Regions from separate parts of the Mus musculus genome. Here regions 1, 3, 4, 5, 6 and 7 are each linked to region 2. A link is a contact called in public Micro-C and promoter capture Hi-C data. All regions are on one chromosome and are shown on one strand. Each heading gives the region's core, a stretch centred on a gene start, on an enhancer-like site or on the middle of the called end of the contact. The rest is flanking DNA. Distances are from core to core; before and after follow the strand shown.

The links. Promoter capture Hi-C pulls out the DNA fragments that hold promoters and counts their contacts. Hi-C and Micro-C count contacts between places; a contact is called where the count stands out from the background.
Region 1: a contact with region 2 is called in a promoter capture Hi-C map of embryonic stem cells, with 4 times the contacts expected there. The contact joins the enhancer-like site here to the promoter of Shcbp1l in region 2. A contact is called at or near these places in 14 of 39 promoter capture datasets (the 3T3-L1 cell line, the HPC-7 cell line, the SN4741 cell line and 6 more), 1 of 15 datasets of contacts at CTCF or cohesin (the NIH/3T3 cell line), 1 of 484 Hi-C or Micro-C datasets (embryonic stem cells), 7 of 115 datasets of contacts at active chromatin or transcription factors (embryonic stem cells, fibro-adipogenic progenitors, memory CD8 T cells and 1 more) and 1 of 9 other capture datasets (embryonic stem cells).
Region 3: a promoter capture Hi-C map of liver shows a contact between it and region 2, with 2.4 times the contacts expected there. The contact joins the enhancer-like site here to the promoter of Shcbp1l in region 2. A contact is called at or near these places in 9 of 39 promoter capture datasets (the 3T3-L1 cell line, the C10 cell line, the HPC-7 cell line and 5 more), 4 of 115 datasets of contacts at active chromatin or transcription factors (effector CD8 T cells, large pre-B cells, memory CD8 T cells and 1 more) and 1 of 9 other capture datasets (adipose tissue).
Region 4: a promoter capture Hi-C map of embryonic stem cells shows a contact between it and region 2, with 5 times the contacts expected there. The contact joins the enhancer-like site here to the promoter of Shcbp1l in region 2. A contact is called at or near these places in 17 of 39 promoter capture datasets (the C10 cell line, the HPC-7 cell line, HPC-7-derived erythroid cells and 8 more), 1 of 15 datasets of contacts at CTCF or cohesin (large pre-B cells), 6 of 115 datasets of contacts at active chromatin or transcription factors (the 230-238 cell line, embryonic forebrain, embryonic stem cells and 1 more) and 2 of 9 other capture datasets (embryonic stem cells and pancreatic islet).
Region 5: a contact with region 2 is called in a promoter capture Hi-C map of the HPC-7 cell line, with 2.9 times the contacts expected there. The contact joins the enhancer-like site here to the promoter of Shcbp1l in region 2. A contact is called at or near these places in 8 of 39 promoter capture datasets (the 3T3-L1 cell line, the HPC-7 cell line, cranial neural crest and 2 more), 4 of 115 datasets of contacts at active chromatin or transcription factors (embryonic hindbrain, embryonic stem cells and pancreatic cancer cells) and 1 of 9 other capture datasets (embryonic stem cells).
Region 6: a promoter capture Hi-C map of stem cell-derived epiblast-like cells shows a contact between it and region 2, with 2.3 times the contacts expected there. The contact joins the enhancer-like site here to the promoter of Shcbp1l in region 2. A contact is called at or near these places in 15 of 39 promoter capture datasets (the 3T3-L1 cell line, 3T3-L1-derived adipocytes, the HPC-7 cell line and 8 more), 1 of 484 Hi-C or Micro-C datasets (embryonic stem cells) and 3 of 115 datasets of contacts at active chromatin or transcription factors (embryonic limb bud and embryonic stem cells).
Region 7: a contact with region 2 is called in a Micro-C map of embryonic stem cells, with 4 times the contacts expected there. The contact joins the promoter of Rnasel here to the promoter of Shcbp1l in region 2. A contact is called at or near these places in 18 of 39 promoter capture datasets (the 3T3-L1 cell line, 3T3-L1-derived adipocytes, the C10 cell line and 9 more), 26 of 484 Hi-C or Micro-C datasets (the 3T3-L1 cell line, 3T3-L1-derived adipocytes, the AML12 cell line and 10 more), 7 of 115 datasets of contacts at active chromatin or transcription factors (bone marrow-derived macrophages, effector CD8 T cells, embryonic forebrain and 3 more) and 3 of 9 other capture datasets (adipose tissue, embryonic stem cells and liver).

What each region holds. Positions count from the first base shown.
Region 1 is chr1:153,038,891-153,041,658 of GRCm38.p6, reverse strand. The region is part of intron 1 of Nmnat2 (nicotinamide nucleotide adenylyltransferase 2); the gene reads right to left. Among named protein-coding and RNA genes, the nearest start is that of Nmnat2, 85 kb to the right of the region's middle. Within about 2 kb of position 1,393, at least 107 of the 459 cell types and tissues checked have an H3K27ac peak or open chromatin away from gene starts, as enhancers often do. A contact at or near this core is called in the NIH/3T3 cell line, the SN4741 cell line, embryonic stem cells and 3 more, where this site is marked.
Region 2 is chr1:153,423,905-153,426,604 of GRCm38.p6, reverse strand. It overlaps Shcbp1l (Shc SH2-domain binding protein 1-like), which reads right to left and starts at 1,396. Exons shown (of 10, transcript NM_001033162.2): 1 at 1,019-1,396. The coding sequence starts at 1,381.
Region 3 is chr1:153,072,253-153,075,137 of GRCm38.p6, reverse strand. Nmnat2 (nicotinamide nucleotide adenylyltransferase 2) reads right to left here. Exons shown (of 11, transcript NM_175460.3): 2 at 1,253-1,341; 3 at 398-465. Among named protein-coding and RNA genes, the nearest start is that of Lamc2, 110 kb to the left of the region's middle. Within about 2 kb of position 1,492, at least 10 of the 459 cell types and tissues checked have an H3K27ac peak or open chromatin away from gene starts, as enhancers often do. A contact at or near this core is called in liver, where this site is marked.
Region 4 is chr1:153,108,102-153,110,988 of GRCm38.p6, reverse strand. All of the region lies in intron 8 of Nmnat2 (nicotinamide nucleotide adenylyltransferase 2), which reads right to left. Among named protein-coding and RNA genes, the nearest start is that of Lamc2, 77 kb to the left of the region's middle. Within about 2 kb of position 1,413, at least 30 of the 459 cell types and tissues checked have an H3K27ac peak or open chromatin away from gene starts, as enhancers often do. A contact at or near this core is called in embryonic stem cells and pre-B cells, where this site is marked.
Region 5 is chr1:152,987,370-152,990,102 of GRCm38.p6, reverse strand. The region is part of intron 1 of Nmnat2 (nicotinamide nucleotide adenylyltransferase 2); the gene reads right to left. Among named protein-coding and RNA genes, the nearest start is that of Nmnat2, 34 kb to the right of the region's middle. Within about 2 kb of position 1,477, at least 7 of the 459 cell types and tissues checked have an H3K27ac peak or open chromatin away from gene starts, as enhancers often do. A contact at or near this core is called in the HPC-7 cell line, where this site is marked.
Region 6 is chr1:153,008,216-153,011,160 of GRCm38.p6, reverse strand. All of the region lies in intron 1 of Nmnat2 (nicotinamide nucleotide adenylyltransferase 2), which reads right to left. Among named protein-coding and RNA genes, the nearest start is that of Nmnat2, 55 kb to the right of the region's middle. Within about 2 kb of position 1,625, at least 51 of the 459 cell types and tissues checked have an H3K27ac peak or open chromatin away from gene starts, as enhancers often do. A contact at or near this core is called in the SN4741 cell line, embryonic stem cells and stem cell-derived epiblast-like cells, where this site is marked.
Region 7 is chr1:153,748,050-153,750,795 of GRCm38.p6, reverse strand. Rnasel (ribonuclease L (2', 5'-oligoisoadenylate synthetase-dependent)) reads right to left here and starts at 1,370. Exons shown (of 9, transcript NM_011882.2): 1 at 1,189-1,370.

The sequences.
Region 1 (2,768 bases), core at 144-2,643, 380 kb after region 2:
CCCTGGCTGTCCTGGAACTCACACTGTAGACTAGGCTGGACTCAAACTCAGAAATCTGCCTGCCTCTGTCTCCCAAGTGCTAGGATTAAAGGTATGCACCACCTCTCCCCAGCTACTTACATCTTAAGAAAAGCCCCTGGGCTGTGAGAAGAATAGATCGAGAAACAAAATCATCACAGCCAAGATGAGAATCCATTTATTGGAGGGAGGAGAGAGGATGTAGCTCTGATGTAGAGCAACTGGATAATCAGTGTCAAGCAGGGTGCCGGGAGAGTGGGACCAGTCTCCACCCTCACAGGATGGAGGGAGAGGGGGTGGCAGGCACCACACCATTTCCCCAACATGTACTGAGCTTTTTTTAATGGAAAAGTGGAGACAGAATCAGGAAGGAGACTTCTTTCAGTTAACATGACACATTATGGAATGTGTTGACTTAGCACTACTGAGCCAACAAGCCCATGGGCCATGTTGGCATGCATCCCTTCTTCTCCCAGCAACAGCTTCCTTACTGCAGCACTTTGTGCTGTTTTTGGTCCAATGATGCTTTGAAACTTCAAATAACTTTGGACCTTGCTGGGACCAGTAGTTTTCAGATCATTCATTTGCCACGGACCAAGTAACAGGATGGGGAGGCTGAGGAGAGTGGGAAATGTTTGTCCGACCGCATGGAGTTCTCTGCACACCCACACACCAGGTCACTTTTCATTGTCATAAAGACATTTCTTAGTGGCTCAGGCAGCTCTCTCGGGAGCAGTGCCTGGAGATTTAGAGTCTTTGGATGCTGGTCTTTTCTGTGTGTCCCAGGCAGCTCCTCGCTTGTCCTGTCCCTCCTCTTCCTGGCTCCCCCATTTTAGAGGTGCTGGCTGTCAATGCCACACATTCTCCCTGACATCCTCTGTAACTCTGCAAGCAGCTTTCCTGCAAAAACCCTTACTAAATGTTGGAGCTCATCATATCAGCTGTCCCTGAAGCTCCCTGGCAGTCATGGAGTGGCTACAGCCAACACTCCAGCCAGAATGAAGAGAGCAGGAAAGAGGAGGGTGTTCTTGGAGAAGAGCATCACCTGGTATTTCACACCACACAGAGCCCTGAGAGCACAATGTAGATAGGTCATCTAGAGGTCACAGGTCATGACCTCACTCCCTGTCACCCTGCTCTACTCTTTCTCACTTCAGAGGTCCCAATGTTCTACTCTGAAGCTGAGATCAGCTAACCCTGAATGCTCAAAGAGCATTCTCAAGAGAGAATCCTGGGCGCTCCCAGAAAGGTGAACCAAGTCTTTCTGAGGAGTGCCCTCTGGTGGAATTCACCATCTCTGCCCCCTTGGGCAATGCCCTTGGACAATAGGCCTTTGTTCTCTAGATCCTTTGAAGGGGAGTGGAAAGCAGAGCGAATCCCTGCAGAGCCTCAGGCTGAGTCAGCACCAGTATTGTTGACCTGCTCTTTTGTGCACAGTGTCAGGAGCTGGTGACTCTCCTGGCTCTAGTCCAGGACACTTGCTTCTCTCTGTCCTGTCTGCTAGCCTCCCAATGCAGTGCTACTGCCGTGTGGCTTAAAGTCTTTTCATCCTGTGGAAGAGATCTTGAGAAACATCGTCTTGGTCTACAGTGTTTTTCTGTACTGGCTTGGGGACCCACAGTGATAGGAAATTGACACCCAGTTTGTGAACTCTGACCCTTTCCTTCCCCACCCTTAGCTGAAGGGACTAGAATAGTAGTCGATAGAAATCCTGCCTTGGATATCTGGATGAGAAGACAGCATACAAGAGAAGGGAAACGTGCAGACAGCTCTTGTGGAGGCCTGAGGGGCTACTGTGGACCATTTCTGAGCTGTTCATGCAGAGGAAACAATTCTGCAGAAAGAACAGTGAATTAGATACAGAGCAAGAGGAAAGAAGAGAGGGCAGATACTCTAGTGGCTCCCCAGTGCTTTCTAGGTTTGGGGTTCTGGCTTCTCTGAAGTTCATTTCCACCTGTGGGGTTCATGATTTCTTTTTCAATAACATACTTCTTGCTAAAATGATTTTTATCTCTAACACTCCACAAATAAGAACAGCAGCAATGATACCATCAGCAATTCTCCTAAGAAACAGTGCTAATTTTAACACACCCTCTCTGTCTGTCTGTCTGTCTCTCTGTCTCTGTCTGTCTCTGTCTCTCTCTCTGCGTGAGAGAATGTCTTACTTAGGGATTTCTTGCTGTGAAGAGACACCATGACCACTGCAACTCCTATAAAGGAGAACCTTTAACTGGGGATGGCTTTCTCTCTCTCTTTCTCTTTCTTTCTCTGTCTCTCTGGCTCTTTCTCTCTGTTTAAGGGTATTAAACACTTAGAGCCAAGTTGGTGGGATACACCCATAATCCCAGCATTCAGTGGGCAAGTCAGAGCTGTGCAGAGAGACCCTGTCTCACAACAAAGCACAAAAAGTTGCTTATAAGACTTAGTCCAAGCCGGGCAGTGGTGGCGCATGCCTCTAATCCCAGCACTTGGGAGGCAGAGGCAGGCGGATTTCTGAGTTCGAGGCCAGCCTGGTCTACAAAGTGAGTTCCAGGACAGCCAGGGCTACACAGAGAAACCCAGTCTCAAAAAACAAAAACAAACAAACAAACAAAAAGAACAGCCCTTAGCAGCTCCATTACAGAGCCTGTCATGTAGATGACTCTGCTGAGACTATTATCCAAGGCCTAAGGTCTCCCAGTGGTGGTTTGAATAGACTCATGTATGTGAACACTTGGGCCATAAGGAGTGGCACTATTAGGAGTTGTGGC
Region 2 (2,700 bases), core at 147-2,646:
CTGGTCTACAAAAGACAAACAAGGCATGAGTCACCATGCTCAGCCAATTTTTATACCCATCGCTGCAACGAATATACTTGTACACAAATTCTTTTGCTATACTTTAAATAAAATGCAGTATTAAAATGTATGCTATTTGTTCTGTTTGGTGGGGTTTTTTTGTTGTTGTTGTTGTTTGTTTTTTGTTTTTTTTGAGACAGGGTTTCTCTGTGTAGCCTTGGCTGTCCTGGAACTCTCTGTAGACCAGGCTGGCCTTGAACTCAGAGATCTGCCTGCCTCTGCCTCTCGAGTGCTGGGATTAAAGGCGTGTGCCACCCTGTTTGGTGTTATCAGGCTCTTTCCATGCAAAACACCTGTCTACATCGTGACTTGCTGACTGGGAACCATTCTGGGGACATCTTACGCCTGTTTTTATGTGCATCCGTGTATTCACACCACCCTTGCACCTGATGCCTGGGAAGGCTCAGGAGAGGATCTGGGATCCCTTGAAACAGGAGTGTCGGATGGATGGGAGTCACCTTGTGGGTTCTGGGACAGGAAAATTGACCCCTCTACTAGAACAGCAAATGTTCTTAACCAAGGAGCTGTCTCTCTAGCTGCCATTTTCACAATTCCAACGTAATATTAGCTTTATGTTTGGGCCTAATATGAAGATGTATTAAAAACTAGGGTGTGTTAACAACGAGACGTGTGGACACTAGGGTGTGTGGACACCGAGCTCTGTGTATTTGAGTGGACAGTAAGATGTATGCCCAGACTGTGACGAGCGCTTCACGGCCTCATCTTTTAGGAGGTGTCATTTTAGCTGACAATTTTGTATAACGGGTTAGTCAAGTCCTCTAGGGCAGGAGCTGAGGGTCTGGGCAACGACTAAGGTGGCCAAGGTGGCATTCTGTACCCCTTGACTCCAAAAGACTGATTTTTTCCCCCAAAAGACTGTTTTGAAGGGACAGATTTGCTTTCCCTGCTGTGGGAAAGACCCAAACCTCCCGGAGCTGGCCCCTCTGCAGCTTCGCACCTTCGAGCCCTGTAGCACCTGGTCGCAGTACAGAGCCACCTTCTCGCTGCGCCACATGCCCCTCATGGGGGATGCGTAGATCGGTGGCAGGGGCTGCGCTTCCTCCTGGTCCTCAGGCACCGCGGGCACGGGCTCCTCGTCACATGTTTCGGCTTGGGTGACCGGTGGGAGCTGGAGCCGTCGCCGTGCCGCCTTGCCCTTCACGGGGCGCGGGGAGGCCACTACCGAGCGCACGGGGGACATGAAGCCCCTGGTGGGCGCGGCCACCGAGTCCCGGAGGGTGGCTAAGACAGTCTGCTCCGCTGGCGAGCTGTCACTCCCGACCGAGGCCTTGGGCTCTGAGGTCGTGGCATCCGACTCCATGTTCGCGCCGCAGCCGTTGGCCGCCTTCCCCTCGTGGGACCACGCAGCCTGTGCGCGCTCCGCGGGCGAGCACATGCGTGGGCGGGAAATGAAGGCAGGTGCGGGGGCGGTGGGAGCACGCTGCGCAGAGGCGGGGATAGGGGCGGGGTCCTGCCTCTGACCCCGCCCATTGATCCTTGGAATCGCCTAATGGCAGAACCTAGGAGCTCGTTGGTCCCCACCCATCCACCCTTAAGTCCTGAAACATTTCAGGGCCAGGCAAGCTACGAAGTCCCTAGGTAGCCAAGGATGACCTTGAATTTCTGATTCTCCTGCCTCTCCCTCTCAAGTGCTGGGTTCACAGGCCCGCCCCACTCAATGGGGCGGTTCATTACCTGCTAGACAAGCACTCTACCGATTGAATCAGACCCCCTCCCCCCAGCCAAAGGAAACATACTTTTATTCTAGGAAGCATTTGTGACTGGGACCAGCTGGTTATTACCAGAGAAAACTGCGGATAGATGTAGGCACCCGGGATCACCTTTCCACGCGGATCTCAGTTTAGGCGTCCCTTCATATCATAAACAAATTGCTCTGTGTGTGTGTGTGTGTGTGTGTGTGTGTGTGTGTGTGTGTGTGTGTGTGTGTGTGTGTGTGTGTGAAGATGTGATTAAGTCAATGGGTCAAATTAGTCTGTGGAGCTGCTCAGAATTCTCCCTGATGGGTGTTTACAGTACTGCAACCCTTATCAACACGTATTTCAGCGGTGGCGACGGTGAGTAAGCGCATTTTCCTAAATGTTGCTCACGGCCTTTGATGAGCATCAGGACTCCAGTTCCCGGTATGTGAGACTGCTTGTGTATTGAGCCCGTTGGAATACCGTCTGTTTACTCTATCTGGACTCTGTGCTGGGCGCACAGCCCCCGAGCTGAGGTGACTTGGGAAAACACCTGCCTTCCCTCTCGCTCACTTGGAAGGACACTGTGTGAAGTTGTGAGTTTATTTTGAAGGAGACATTCCCGTTTGTATCGTGTTACTGTAGTGCAGAAAACAATTAGGACTTCAATTATTCTGTATTCACACTTCACTGTATTTGTCTGGAGTCTGTGACCTTCTTTAAAATGGTGCCATTATAACCACCCAAGACCACCCATTCGAATAAAATCTATTACAGGGCTGGTTTTCTCTTCTTTTAATTCATTACCTCGCGTGTGTGTGTGTGTGTGTGTGTGTGTGTGCAGTCCATGCTTGCCTGGTGTGTTGTGTAGACTGAGCCTCAAGCTTGCAGGGCCCTTCATCTGCCTCCCAGGCACTATGGTGATAGGCACCCACTGCCACCC
Region 3 (2,885 bases), core at 243-2,742, 350 kb after region 2:
GAGTTCAGAAATGGATGGTAATCAAGGCCACCCACTTTCTCTGAGAAGAAGTGAGTTATGGGTGAGAGTCAATGGAATTTGGTGGGGATGTGAATGAGAGCCATTTGGGATTTGCAGACCAGGCTCCTTCCCCAGTGATGTTTTGGGAAACTCTAAGAGCCACACCAGGAGTCAAAGACAGAAACTCCCTAAGCTAACTCTTTAATTTTGTGAGCCTGATTGTTTGGTTCAAAAATAAACAAAATTATCAGTTGGGCCACCAGTGAAGATCCACCTAACTAGGGCCAGTACAGGGCTAATATCTCTCCTACTTCCTCACCCTTGTGGGTCCCAAATTTCTTTTCCATCCCAGTGAAGCCAGGGTCACCTGCCTCTGTCACCATCATCCCAGCCCTACCTGATCCAGTCGGAATTCTGGACAGCCAGCTGACACATGATGAGACGGTGCCGACTTGACACAAGGCCCTGGGAAGCAACAAAGTCATGGGTAGGAGATATCCTTAGTCTTCCAAGGTGCCCAGAGACACCAGCCCAAACCACCCCGTTACGAAGTGCGGGGCTATGTCTGATGGTGAGAGCAAAGAAGGAATGTGACCCCTGACTTGTCCCTCTGCCACATACACAGACACTGGGTGATGCTGTGTGTGTACATGTGTGTGCTTATGTGTGTGTGTGCACGCACGCACATGCATGCATGTGTGTATGTGCATATATGAGTGTGTGTGCGTGCGTGCGTGCGTGCGTGTGTGTGTGTGTGTGTGTGTGTGTGTGTGTGTGAAGAATACATGGTATATCCTATTGCAACAGAGTCCAAACCAGTCAATGCCCACTCAGCTACTCTGCATAGGTTTGACCTAGGGTAAGCTCAGTTAGCCTGGTTTGGTGAATACAGTAACCATGGGAGAAACAGGAATGACTGGAAGAGTTCCCACGTGAGAGGCATTTTTTCCAAAATAAAAATCTTGGGAAGTATTCGTCCAATGCAGCTTAGCCCCTAAACTGCTGCCAATCTGGAGCCCAGCACAGTTGCGGGGAGCAGGCTTACTCCTCTTTGTGAGAGCAGCTGGCTGGCTGTGGTGGGCAGTTGGCCCTCCGGCTGTAGCCAGATACCCAGGTCGAACAGTGGTCCTGGGAGGAAAACCAATGTTGCTAAATAGCATTACCAGGAATTTCCTCAGAGAGGACAGTAGGGTGGTTTCATCCAGGGGAGCTATCTGGTGAGGAAGAAGAGAAGGCAGAGGAAGGAGCCCACCTGTTTTCCGTAGGAGTCATGGACCGGAGAGACAATCCCGCCAATCACAATAAATCTTCCAGTCTTGTGCAGATAATCCCTGGCTCTCTCTAATTAAGAGAAAAAACCGAAAATTACAAGAGGGGAAAGACGCGGCTTAGAGGTGATAACTGAAATCAGTCTGTTCGGCACTGAGCCCGCTAAGGTTTGGTGCTTGCTATTTAAATAGGAGGTGCCAACTTCAAAGCAAATACTGGCGACTCAAAGGTTAGGGAGGTGGACCTTAGCCCCAGAAATAAAAGGATTTAGAACTCAAGGAGCTTAACCCGGTGGCGGTGGCAAGGAGTCTGTATTGGAAGAACTACATAGCTGCAGGGGTTTAAGACAGTCACCTCATTAAGAGGTGTTCAAGCTTCGGGTTGGAATTTGCTCCTGTTGTCTCTTGTAGAAATTCCAGTGAGAAGCTGTCCCCGAACAGAAAAGGTAAGCCTCCTTAGAATATGAAAGATGTGCTGATTGCCACCCCTAATTACCGCAAGGGAGAAACAGGAAAACAAATTGCAAGGGCCTTGTACATAATCACGGTGAATTAACAGTCAGCCTGGCAGCCAGCAGCATTACCGTTGCTTGAGAAAAAAGCCAAACAAAAGCTTCCAAATTGACCAGGCAAGGCCAGGTTCACCCTCATGAGAAAAACCAATGAATCAGAAGAGCTTTAAAAGTCTAGTCCTGTTTTATTCCCAAGGGAGTCCATTGAACAAACTCGAGCGGGTTGTTTATTTTCAATTATTTTATTTTCCTGCATGTGTGTATGTATTCTTGTGGAGGCCGAAATTGATTTCCTCAATTGCTTTCTGCCTTACTTTTACAAAACTATTTACTTTACAATCGTGTGCATGCACATTCACACACGCATGAGTGCATACATGTCTGTGTGCGTGCACATGCACAGGTATATACGCCCATGTGTGTGCAGATGTCTGAGAAAGTCAAGACGAGGCCATCAGATCCCTTGGGGCTGGAGTGCTCGTGAGCCACATACAGATGTTGGGGAGTGAATGCAGGTGTCTCTGGAAGCACACAGTACAAGATCTCTCCTGAACCTGGAGGTCATCGACTGTCCAAACTAGCCCCGCCAGTGAACCCCTACCCTCATCCTTCTGCCTCTGCCCCACGAAGCATAGCTGCCATTTGGGTGCTGGGACCTTTGCGAGCGTAACAGACCGCCCCTGCCTTTGTAAGTGAGCGCCAAGGATTAAAGTCCCGACCCCCAGCCTGAGGCAAACACCAACTGAGACATGTTGGCACCCTGAGGTGGGAACTTGGTGGTGGGAAAATCCCGGAGTGAAAAAACAGCTGGGCAGCAAGACTGGTTGTAGAGTTTACAATCAGGTTTTCATGACCTCGGCGGCTCTCTGTGTGTTTAAAAATTATCCCCACCACCGTTGTTTCTTTCAGCCCTTCAATGTAAAGGCTTTTTGTGAAAACGAATTCACTACTTTTAATACCATTTTAGATTTTTTTCGGAGTAAATGGAAATATTTTGCCTATAATTCAATAAACTTAGCTCGGCTCCTTTTCCTTCTCCCCACACAGGTTCCCCGATGACGACCTTGCGCTTGAACAGTGCGTTTGCTCCCCTTGATTAGCTGTT
Region 4 (2,887 bases), core at 164-2,663, 320 kb after region 2:
CCTCTTCTGGTGTGTCTGAAGACAGAGACAGTGTACTCATATACATAAAATAAATCTTAAAAAAAAAAGAATTAAAAATCAATTGCTTAAATAGTAATTACCTGCATTCTCTTCTTGTTTTAGATAAGATTTATTTTGTTTTTAAACTCTGTGTATGTGTTTGTGTTTCTCTCTGTCTCTCTGTATGTGTCTCCCTTGCTTTGTGTGTGTGTATGTGTGTATCTCTCTCTGTCTCCCCCACGCTATGTGTGTGTGTGTCTCTCTGCCTCTGTGTGTGTGCACATATGCACATACTTGAACGCAAGTGTCTATGAGGGTCAGAAGCTATGCCCCTGGAGCTGGACTTACAGACAGTTGTGAGCAGCCGGATAAGAGTGCTAAGAATCACACTCAGGTCCTCTGTAAAAAGCCACGCACACTCTTAACTACTGAGTCATCTCTCCAGCCCCAACTTGCATTATTTCATTTATTCATATTTCATATTGCGAGCATTCTGCCACATCATGAAGATGACCTGGGAGCTAGCCACACGGCTTAGCAGGTACAAGGCCTTTTGGTTTGATGGCCTGAATTCGGTGCCTGGAACCCACATGGCAGAGGGGGAACCAGCTCCTGCAGCCTGACCTCTGTGCCATGTTCTCCCACACTAAACAGATAAATGAAAAATCATGTGCAAGCGTGGGGTCTAGCCTTTTCTGTAGCTCCTCCTAGTCAGATAGTATGGAACCTTTATAGTTACATCTGCGTTTTTTGCAACCTAATTTTTGTACATAACACTTTGATGACTATCTTTCTACATAAACCTTTTATCACATCTCTAATTATTTCCTCGGGATAAGAAGTAACATAATTGGACAAAAGGATGTGGAAGTATTTCAAGCTCTTGAAACGTATTACCAAATGGCCTTCTAGAAATGTGCTGATGTTCAGTTCCAGGAGCTAGGAATTTACAGCATCTGGTAGCAGGGTTAGATCCTGCCAGTTCTGGATCTCACAGGAGGAGGAAGGACGTTGCTTGTAAGCAGTTCAATCATTGAGCAAGACCTGCTTTAGGGGGAAAGGACTCAGAATCCCCCCCCCCCCCATAATTCTTAAAGCTGGTTTCACAGAAGCAGAAATGATGAAGATCTGTGGTCCATTCTTCTCTACCAGAAAGGTGCACACTGTCAGAATGCCATTGTTAGCTTAATTCTGTGTGTGTGCATGTGAGTGTGTGCATGTGTGTGTATGTGTACCTCTGCGTGTGAGTGTGTGTGTGCATGTGCCTGTGTGTGAGCGTGTGTGTGAGCGTGTGTGTGTGTGTGTGTGTGTGTGTGTGTGTGTGTGTGTGTGACATATCCTTGGGTGTTTCTACCCACCTTTACTCTGCTTTCCCTGTGGCTTAACAACTGCTTAACATAAAATTGCAGCTAGGGCTGGGCGTGGTAACACATGCCTATCTTTGGTCCTAGCCCTTTGGGAGGCAGATGTAGACAGATCTCTGTGAGTTCAAGGTCAGTCTAGTCTACAAACCGAGCTCCAGGACAGCCAGGGCTGTTACACAGAAAAACCCTGTCTCCAAAAACAAAAACAAAAACAAAAACAACAAAAAAAAAACAAATCAAAACAAAACAAAAACATCGTTAGAACTCTGACATTGCTAAAATAAAAGGTCAGCCTTGAGCACCCTGGGGTGGGAGTGTGTGGGGGTGGGGGTAGGGGAGACTACAAGCTAAGCATACAGTATCAGAGCCTCCACCTAGTCATGCCATCTGGATATGGAGCAGCATACAGCATGGTTTATGTAGGTGGGGTTCACATTAAGTTTGCATCAAGGCTTCTGTCCTATGGGCCTGGAATGCTCAGGAGAGGCAAGGCAGGAATCTGCAGAGAGCTACAGCTCCTCTTGTCAGTTGTTAGACCCTGCACTGGGTTCACTGTTCAGTAACCGATTCTCACACTTGCCTACACACTAGAGTTGCCTGATGAGGTGGGACATTGAGATGGCTCTGTGGGCAAAGACACTTGCCACCAAACCTGGAAATCTGAGTCCAATTCCCTGGACCCACGTGGTCGAAGAGGACCAATGGCTATAAGTTGTCCTCTGACCTCCACACATGAACTGTGGCATGCATGCATGTTCACGCACGCACGCACGCACGCACACACACACACACACACACACACACACACACACACACACACAGAAAACAAAGAAGTCAAAACAAACAAATAAATAAATGCAACTTTAAATTTTGAAACAACAACAATAAAGAATTACCTAGGAAACTAAAAATTCCAAACATAGACTCATACCCAAGATCAATTAAACTAAAATGTCCCAGACAACAACAATCCCCACCCCACCCCCCCACCCCCCAGGTGATTCTGGTGTGCAACTGAGTTCATGAGTCAGTCAAATATAGAATTAGAACTGGAGGGCTGGTAAGATGGCTCAGTGGGTAAGAGCACCCGACTGCTCTTCCAAAGGTCCGGAGTTCAAATCCCAGCAACCATATGGTGGCTCACAACCATCTGTAACAAGATCTAACTCCCTCTTCTGGAGTGTCTGAAGACAGCTACAGTGTACTTACATATAATAAATAAATAAATCTTTAAAAAAAAAAAAAAAGAATTAGAACTGGAAACATGGGCATGCCAGGGAAGATAAGGGAAGGATAAACTGAGAATTCACTGAAGTAGAAGCACACAGAGATCCTTAAACTGCCTGTTCCTGCAGATGTTTTGGGATAATCTGGTGTGAGTTAAGTAATGGCAGGCCTGCTTCCCATCGCTTGACTCTAACAGCCAGATAACGCACATTTGATGGGCGCTCTCTGGATGATGTGTGTGGTAAGGGAGCCATTCAGAGCAAATGTTCGAGTTGAAAGCATGAACGGAATGGCTC
Region 5 (2,733 bases), core at 228-2,727, 440 kb after region 2:
TTCCTGCTCCGTTTCCCAGTGCTAGGATTGCTGGCACGCACTGTGTGCCCAGCTCCCAATTACGTTTTATTTCTATTACTTTCCCCAAACCCCAAACTATTTTTTTTCTGGTAAACCTTAGGAAAGAATCAGTGGAGAGCTGGGTGTGGGGTTATGGCAGTCAGGGCCTGTTCAATCTGGATAACATTATTAGGGAGATTTGTTATTAAATTAATGAAATACTATTAAAAGCTATTCCTCTGTGTAGAACTTGAACTTGCAGATGTTTTGTGTGTGTGTGTGTGTGTGTGTGTTAAAGAGAGTAAAAACATTTGCCAAGAAATACAATCTATGGGAGCTACAGCAGCACTCACCCCATTCCTAGCGCGAGCGCGCGCGCGCGTGCGCGCACACACACACACACACACACACACACACACACACACACACACACAGACTCCAGAAACAGAGTGGCAGTCTCTCCAGGCATGAGACCTGTTTAGAAGCCTCAACTTTCATGAAAGGAGTCAACCCCACCCAGTGAGCTGTCAACACCCCGTCCTGAGGCTACTTTCTGCAGGCTTTTCCTTCAGGTGTGGTATCAGTGGCTTCTAGGGGAGAAGGTTCATGTCGCTCTGGCTAGAACAGCTCCTGACAGAAATCCACCTGTCTTCTCTAAGGAAGGAAATAGTTGTCAGGAAGGGCAACACAACTACATAGGAACAGTGATAAAAGAATTCCCACAGGCCAACCGTCAGTAAGCAAGACAATGATGGGATACCTTCCTGTGACATGTTCTGCTTTGCGTTCATTTTGGTTTTGGCATCCTGGGGATTGAACTCGGGACTTTGGTGACACAGTCGTCCTGTGTTACCCAGGCTGTCTGTGTACTTGTGTCCTCGAGAGAGTCTCTTCATTCAGACTCTCAAGTAGCTGCAAGAATGTACCACTGTGCTCACGCTTAGAGTGCTGTTCTTAAAGGAAAGAAGAGAAAGAAGAAAAGAAGGGGGAAAATAAGGAAGGAAGAGAGAGGGGGAGGGACAGAGGGAGGGAAGAAGGAAGGAAGGAAGGAAGGAAGGAAGGAAGGAAGGAAGGAAGGAAGGAAAGATGGGGAAGGTATGGATGGATGGAAAGTAGGAGAAGGGAAGGAAGGAATGGAGGGAAGAAGGAAGGAAGGAAATATTGTTTAATCCAGAGTTTTAAATCCAGAAGCAGTAGCTATCAAAGTGGGAGAGAAATAGACTTCCTCTGACAAGCAAAACCAGGTTACTCACGGCGGAGATGACTTGAATGAGCATGGCCCCCATAGGCACATAGATTTGAATGCTTGGTCACTAGGGAGTAGCACTATTTGAGAAGAACTAGGAGCTATGGCCTTGTTTGGAGGAAATGTGTCACTGGGGGATTTTGAGGATTCAAACGACCAAGCCAGGCCCAATGTCTCTGTCTTCCTGCTGCCTTCAGATCTGTCTGAATGAAGAACACTTAGCTACCCTCCAGCACCATGCCTGCCTACATCCTGCCAGGAAGATAACGGACCAAACCTCTGAAACTGTAAGCCAGCCCCAGCTAAATGCTTCCTTTTATAAGAGTTGCTGTGGTCACAGTGTCTATTCGGGACAGTAGCACAGTGACTCGGACACATACTATCAACAGATCTACACCACAGGAAATAGTAAGGGAAGGTCTTCATATAAAAGAAATAAAACACAAAAATGTGAATGGAGAAAGGAATAAGGAAAAATAAAGTTTTTTCTTCGTTTTAATTATTTTAAAACATGGCAGTTTAATGCAGAGAGGATAACGATATATTGTACGTTCATAGCGTATGTAAAAGTGAACTACGCCATAACGACCCCATAGGGGGTGGGAAAGATGGGTGAGAATACACAATCATAAAGTTCTTATGTTCCATTCCAAGGGGTATTGTATGAAGAAAACTCAAATTACTTAAAATAAGTATTATAGGCCCTAGAATCATTCAGTAAAGAAGATAAAGATAAAACCATAAAAATTTCTCAAGCTGGCTGTCGTGGTGGGTGTCTTTAACCCCAACATTCAGGTGGTAGCAGAAAGATAGGGAGTTCAAAGTCAGCCTCAACTACACAGAGAGTTTGAAGGAACATGTACGACAAGAGACCTTGTCCCTGTCCCCAACACCCCCCCCCCCAACACACACACACACACACACACACACACACACACACACACACACACTAAAACTAGTATTGTCAGGTTAGATTTTTTAAAAGAATCCAGTTCTATGCAATCTTCAAGAACCTCTTTTATTTTTAAATTTTTTTTACTGCCATCATCTTCATCGTCATCACTGTGTGTGCAGGGCTGTAAATACTACTGTGCACATGTGGAGGAGGTCAGAAGAGAATCTTTGGAGTTGGTTCTTTCCTCCCATGTGGGGACTGAACTCAGGTTGTCAGACGTACGTTGAGTCACCTCACCAGCCCAGAGCCCCTACTCTGAATGTAAGACATAGCTAGGTTAACAGTAAACAGATGGCAAAGGATAAACAGGGGAACACTAATGAAAAGAGAGCTGAAGTAGTTATGCTAATTTTAGACAAAGTCAACTTCAATCCAAGGGATGTAATCAGGAATAAGGAGAGACACCAATGTAATGGTCAAGGAGTCGACTAGAAGACCCAACAGTCTCAAACGTGTAGGCCCCAAACAATTAAGCTTCAAAATCAAATGCCTGCCCTTGACTTAGACCAGCAGTACTTACACTAGAGGGCTT
Region 6 (2,945 bases), core at 376-2,875, 420 kb after region 2:
TCATATCTGCTCTGCTGATGTAATTCTATCATATTTCCCAAGAACCATCTTTAACTTGCTTTTCTCCTTTCTCCCCATTATCCGATCCACTGCTAAATTCTACCTGTTTTATTTCTAAACTATAATCTTCTCTCAGTCGCCACAGGAATCACTCAGCAAGCAAATCACCACCTAGGCCAGCACTCTCTGAAAGCTTCCTAACAGCTCTCCCTCCACCTTCCCCGCCCTCCCTCTCGTCCACCCTTTGCAGTGCCAGCGAGTCACGTTTCAGAACATCACTGTTCTGCTCAGAAGTCTCCTCACTGGGCACAGCACACAGCCTCAGCTCCATCCTGGCCCATGGAATGGACTCCTGCACAGTCCATTCAGCCGTACCCTGATGAGTCACAGTCCCACTTGCCCAGTCTCGACCATACTGTTGTGGTGTCATGGTCACCAATCTCCAAGTCACGCCTCTCTTTTCCTCCTCCTCACACCTTCCCATAATTCCTTAGAAGCTGTTTCCTCAGAGACTGCTGAGATTTTGCCCCTATGAGTTAGAGCCTATCTAGCTCTGCCAGAGCCCTTTATCCCCCATCCCTAAAGCCTATCACTGCCTAGTCACTGGTCACTGGTTTGGCTCAGCCGCCTCAGTATCAATGGAGACCCAGGAATGCATATGAGGCTCCGTTTCAGATCCATTGCATCAGAAAGGAAGCTTGGGCCATCATCTGAGCTCTAGCTGATCTTCTGGATTGATTTGATACCCACAAAGATTAAGAACCAATACCATCATCTGTGGTAGATTAATCAGCTTCTGATCCTCTAACTTGAAAAGTACTCAGTTTCCTAAATCCTCAAAATAATGTGACAAGTAGGCCATCTCTGCATTTTATAGATGGGTATATGTATATAATTAAAAATTTTAATTTAATTAGCATTTCACTGTGCAGTTTCTGTTGGCCTTAAAACTCTTGATCTCCCTACCCTATCCCCTGGGGTTACAGGCGTGGGCCACCACATCCAGCCAGATTGTAAAATTATATTTATCAACGTGTTCTGTAGATGAGGATAATGTTGAACTTCTGACCCCCTGGTCTCCACTGCTCCAGATTTTTTTCCTCAATGAGCCACAAAGAGTATTTTATTTTGTCTTACAATACTCCCTTAGTAGTGGCAAAGCCAAATATTTTAACCTAGTTCTGTCCAAATAGAGACTTCATTGTAGCCTCAAAGCTATACTGTCCCACCTGAATTAGAAAGATCCAGAGTCGTGAGCCACTTCTGGTGTACTGCCAGTGTGGGAACAACCCACAGTACTTTGTATCACCCATCTGGGTGTGCAGGCTAGCATGTACCTGTGTAAGACTCCAGGGAGCCTTAGCTTACTGGGGACTCTCTGAGTGACAATGTAGAGGCAGGATCGATGCAAAAAGCAAGAGGAATTTATTGTTCCGGTGCACTGGGGTCCTTCCCAGACTCAAAGGACAGGCGGCAACCCCCAGCACTCTGTCGGTGAGTTTTTATATGGTTTCCAGGGGCAGAACAGGGCATCAGCAACTAGGCACAATATGATTGGCAGCACAGTACACCCTTTAAACTGGTCTTTAGCAAATGAGGTGACAAGGACTTCCCTTGTCAGAAGGTGCGCAACGTTCAGTCCTGCGGAATGTGTCCCCACCCGCAGGTCGGTTCCCTCCCTGTGGTCTGAGGAATGTTAATTAGCCTCTCCCTTCCGGAGAGGCAAGGGTTTCATGACCTTCCCAAAGTTCCTGAGCTGACCTTTTCACCTGTTATATCTCAGAGCATGAAAATGTAGTCACTACCATGCAGGTCTGAACCTCAGATGGTTTTGTTTCACCTTGGACCTACATCTGGCTCCCAATAGATTACAGATCTCTAGTGATCCCACCATCATGTCAGATATAAGATCAACTAGAAAAAATTTAGTTTCTACATGACTGCTTTTGACTGTGTCCGTGGTATATAAATGAGCTGAGTTAACTAGCAAGGAGGTGAGAGGTATTTACTTCTGGAAGATGAAGTAATTTTGTCAGACTGCAGACGCTGTTTATATAAGTAGAAGATGGAGGTTTCTGGATCAAATCAGATACACCTAAGGACGAGTCTCTTAAAACCCAAGCAACTTTTCACTAATAGGGTGATGTCTGCTGTTAGTATTCATAGCGCAAATTTATATTTTTTTTATATATTTTTATATTGTTTTAATTTGTCTTTTAAAATGTTGACCTTGGGCAAAAATTAAAAAGAGAGGAAGAAAGGAGTATTATAAATTCAAGGTCACCTGGGAGTGGTGGCGCATGCCTTTAATCCCAGCACTTGGGAGGCAGAGGTAGGTGAATTTTTGAGTTTGAGGCCAGCCTGGCCTGCAGAGTGAGTTCCAGGACAGGCAGAGCTATACAGAGAAGCCCTGTCTTGAAAAACCAAAAAAATAAAAATAAATAAATAAAGTCAAGGTCAACCTCAGATTGTAGCAAGTTCAAGGCTCAAAGAGACCTTTCAAAAAACAAACAAATAAATCAACAACAACAAAACAGGCACAACAGCTTTCCTCTGAAAACTTACATTTACATCATGACATGAATGGAAAGTAGAGTGTTGGTGAGGCGTAGAGACAGAGTATCAAACACAGGACCAGGTGCTTAGGTAGCTCCGAGAAGATGCTAAAGTCACTAGAACACTCTGGGAACCCTGCACAGGATGTTTTTCTGAAGGACAGTGGGGAAAAAGGAAAGTCTGGAACTAAGATACAAAGCAATAGATGTGACCAAGATACAAAGTAAATACATCAAGCAAAGATACAAAGTAAATACATCCTGCCACACTTTGACCCAAGTTCAGATGGAAGAGCAGGTCTGAGAGACAGAAAACAAAAAACAACAATCAAACACCCGCCCCCCCCCCCTCCAGCAGTTCCCTGTTGGGGGCTTGGAGGGAGGGGGAGA
Region 7 (2,746 bases), core at 121-2,620, 320 kb before region 2:
CTCAAACTCAGGTCACCGGGCTTGTCTGGCAAGCACCTTTGCCTGCTGAGTCTCTAAGTACATTTAAAAGAAAAGGCGTATAATAAGATTTCTAGGTATGAAGTAGTCCCTGGCAGTCCCTATTCCTATGGGCTTCGTGGGTGCCTCGATATATCCCGCCGTTTCTGGTCTGTCTTCCTGTGTGCTATTTTGCTACCTGAACAGATAATAGTAACAAGGATTATGGTGGTGGTGGTGGTGGTGGTGTGGCAGCAGTTATGCTAAGGACAGAAAACATTTGTATAGCTCTTGAGTGTACTTCAGGAACTGTTCTGAGCACTTCACAAATACCAACCCAGGGATGCAAATCTTGTGATAGCTACTGCTTTTCACCCCCACTTTACAGCTAGAGAATCCAGGGAACAAAGCGGGTAAGTAGCTTGCTGTGCTTTGGAAACTGGGCTACATCACAGAGAAGGACGCTCCTGCCTTCGTTATCATTGAAGCCAGATGGGGAACCAAACAACTGCATCTTGTGCTGTATCTTATGATGAAAACCCCACAGGGAAGAGTTAAGCAGATGTGGAGGGGCCGTTAGAGTACTGGGATGGGAGTCCCTGAGACGCAGGCAGTCAGTAAAGTGTTTCCTTTATGAGTTATGGGAGGATGGGGTTTACTGACTTTCCCCGTGGCCTGTTCAGCTTGTTTTCCTTCTATAACTGAGGACCACCTGCTCAGAGGTGACACCACCCACATTGATTATTAATCAAGAAAATGCCCCCCAGGAACATGCTAACAGGCCCAGCTAGTGGGGACAATTCCCCAGTTAAGGTTCCCTCTTCCAGGTGACTTCCAGTTTGTATCTAGTTGAGAAAAACTAACCAGCTGTCCGACCACCACAGCTCTGAGCTGGCACTCTAAAGCTGTTCTGTTTTTGACGGCCACCTGAGCCACAAGTCACGTATGAGTCATCGAAGGGTTACTAATTGGAGTGCCTACACTGTTACCTTTAACCTAGACTGTTAGAATTAGGCACCCAGTGCCAGCCCAGAGCAGGTGACATTAGTTTGTCCTGAGCAGACGAAGTGACAAAGACTCCTAGAGAACACTGGCTCTCCGCCCCACCCAGAGCAGCTAGCTTGTGTTCAGGAAGCTTGCCTGTCATAAACAAATAAGAACTCCGCCCAGAAACCTCTGAGCCTTGCTTACATACGTGATCCTGACAGGCTTGGGGTGGCAGGAATGATCTGGGGTGCGAGGAAACAAAGACTCGTGCGCAACTGGATGCTGTTCGGAAGCAAGAGAAATTCCGCGAAGGACACTTTCACTGTTGTTTTCTAGGAACCAGACAGAACAAAGAGGAGCTTTGCCACAGAAAGCAGAAATCACTCAGATTAGCCAGCAGAGGGCGACGTTCAGCTACTTTTGGTCTTCATTCAGTTCCCTTGTTTGTGTCTTGTTCCCCCAAGGTCATGGGATGGCTACTCTAATTGTTGCCGATTTCCATGGGGTTGTTTGTGTCTGGGGGAAGTAATTCATACCGCCGCTGAGCGGAGCTGCCAGGGCCGTCTTGCTCACCCGTATGTGTGTTCCCTCATATTTAGAGTTGAGCCACAGTTGATATGTTGGAGAATAGGTTCCGCTTACAAGAACCAGCTAGTCCGAATGGGTCGTTTTGAAAAGCTAAGTTTCATTTCCCGCATCCTGGAACCTTCTCCCTAGAGAAGAGCTTTAAACAACCCAGAGCAGACCCCGGAGTCGTTGAAGATCTAACCGATTTGTAAGAGGTAAGGCTGGCGCGCTGGTTTGTTACTTTTTATTTATTTTTTATGATTTCCAAAGCCCAATTCTAAAAATGATTTGAGGCCACTTATAATACAAAATGTGCCTATAATAAAATCCTAAACTATAAACACATAAAGGATGAGAGACCCAGTAATTAACAGAGGAAGGCATCCATCAGATTCCACCAGAAAACTCAACTCTGGATCAAGGCCAGGGCAGGAAGTATAAGTCCCCCTTGTGAAGAAAACACAGTAATTCTTTAGCTGTCACATCACGTGAGCATGGGGGGAGGGGCACCTGGTACCAGCTGTCTGCTTTGGGGAGGGACAAATGCTGGGACAGATCTGCATGGAGGAGGACAGATCTGTATGACAGGAGAGTCTAAGACAGGAACCATGACTTCCCTTGGACCATCTTGAACCAAAGATCTCTTCTGGGTGGGATTTAAACTTTGAAGGAATAATTTACCAAGGGTAGACAGCAGGCACAGGAGTGAGTGGGAAACCTGGACTGGATACACGGAGAGGAAACAAACGGCCAACGCAAATGTAAGGGCATTTTCCCTCTTCCTCCTGAACCACTTCCCACTGTGGTATCCTCGATCCTTCCTTTGACCAAAAAGAACATCAGACTTCCGGCTCACATCCAGACTCGCACTTAGCTTACCAAACCCTTCTGGGAACTTGGGTAGAAGCCAGTGCTGTAACGTTGTACCAGTAGAAGGTTGACCTTCTCCTATCTGCAATGTGTGAGTGGTCTGGGCTGGCTGCTATGCAGCTCCAGCTGACTGGTATCTCTTTACATTTATTGGAGTGATTCACATAAACGCTCTGGCTTCTATGTCTTTAATGTTATAGGATTCTTACAGGAATTACAGGAATTAACATATGCCGAGTATTTAGAGCAGTATCTGCCGCAGACAAGTGTTTGCTGTTTTTGAGCATGTCACCAAGCCGTCTAACACACACTTTTCACACATTTT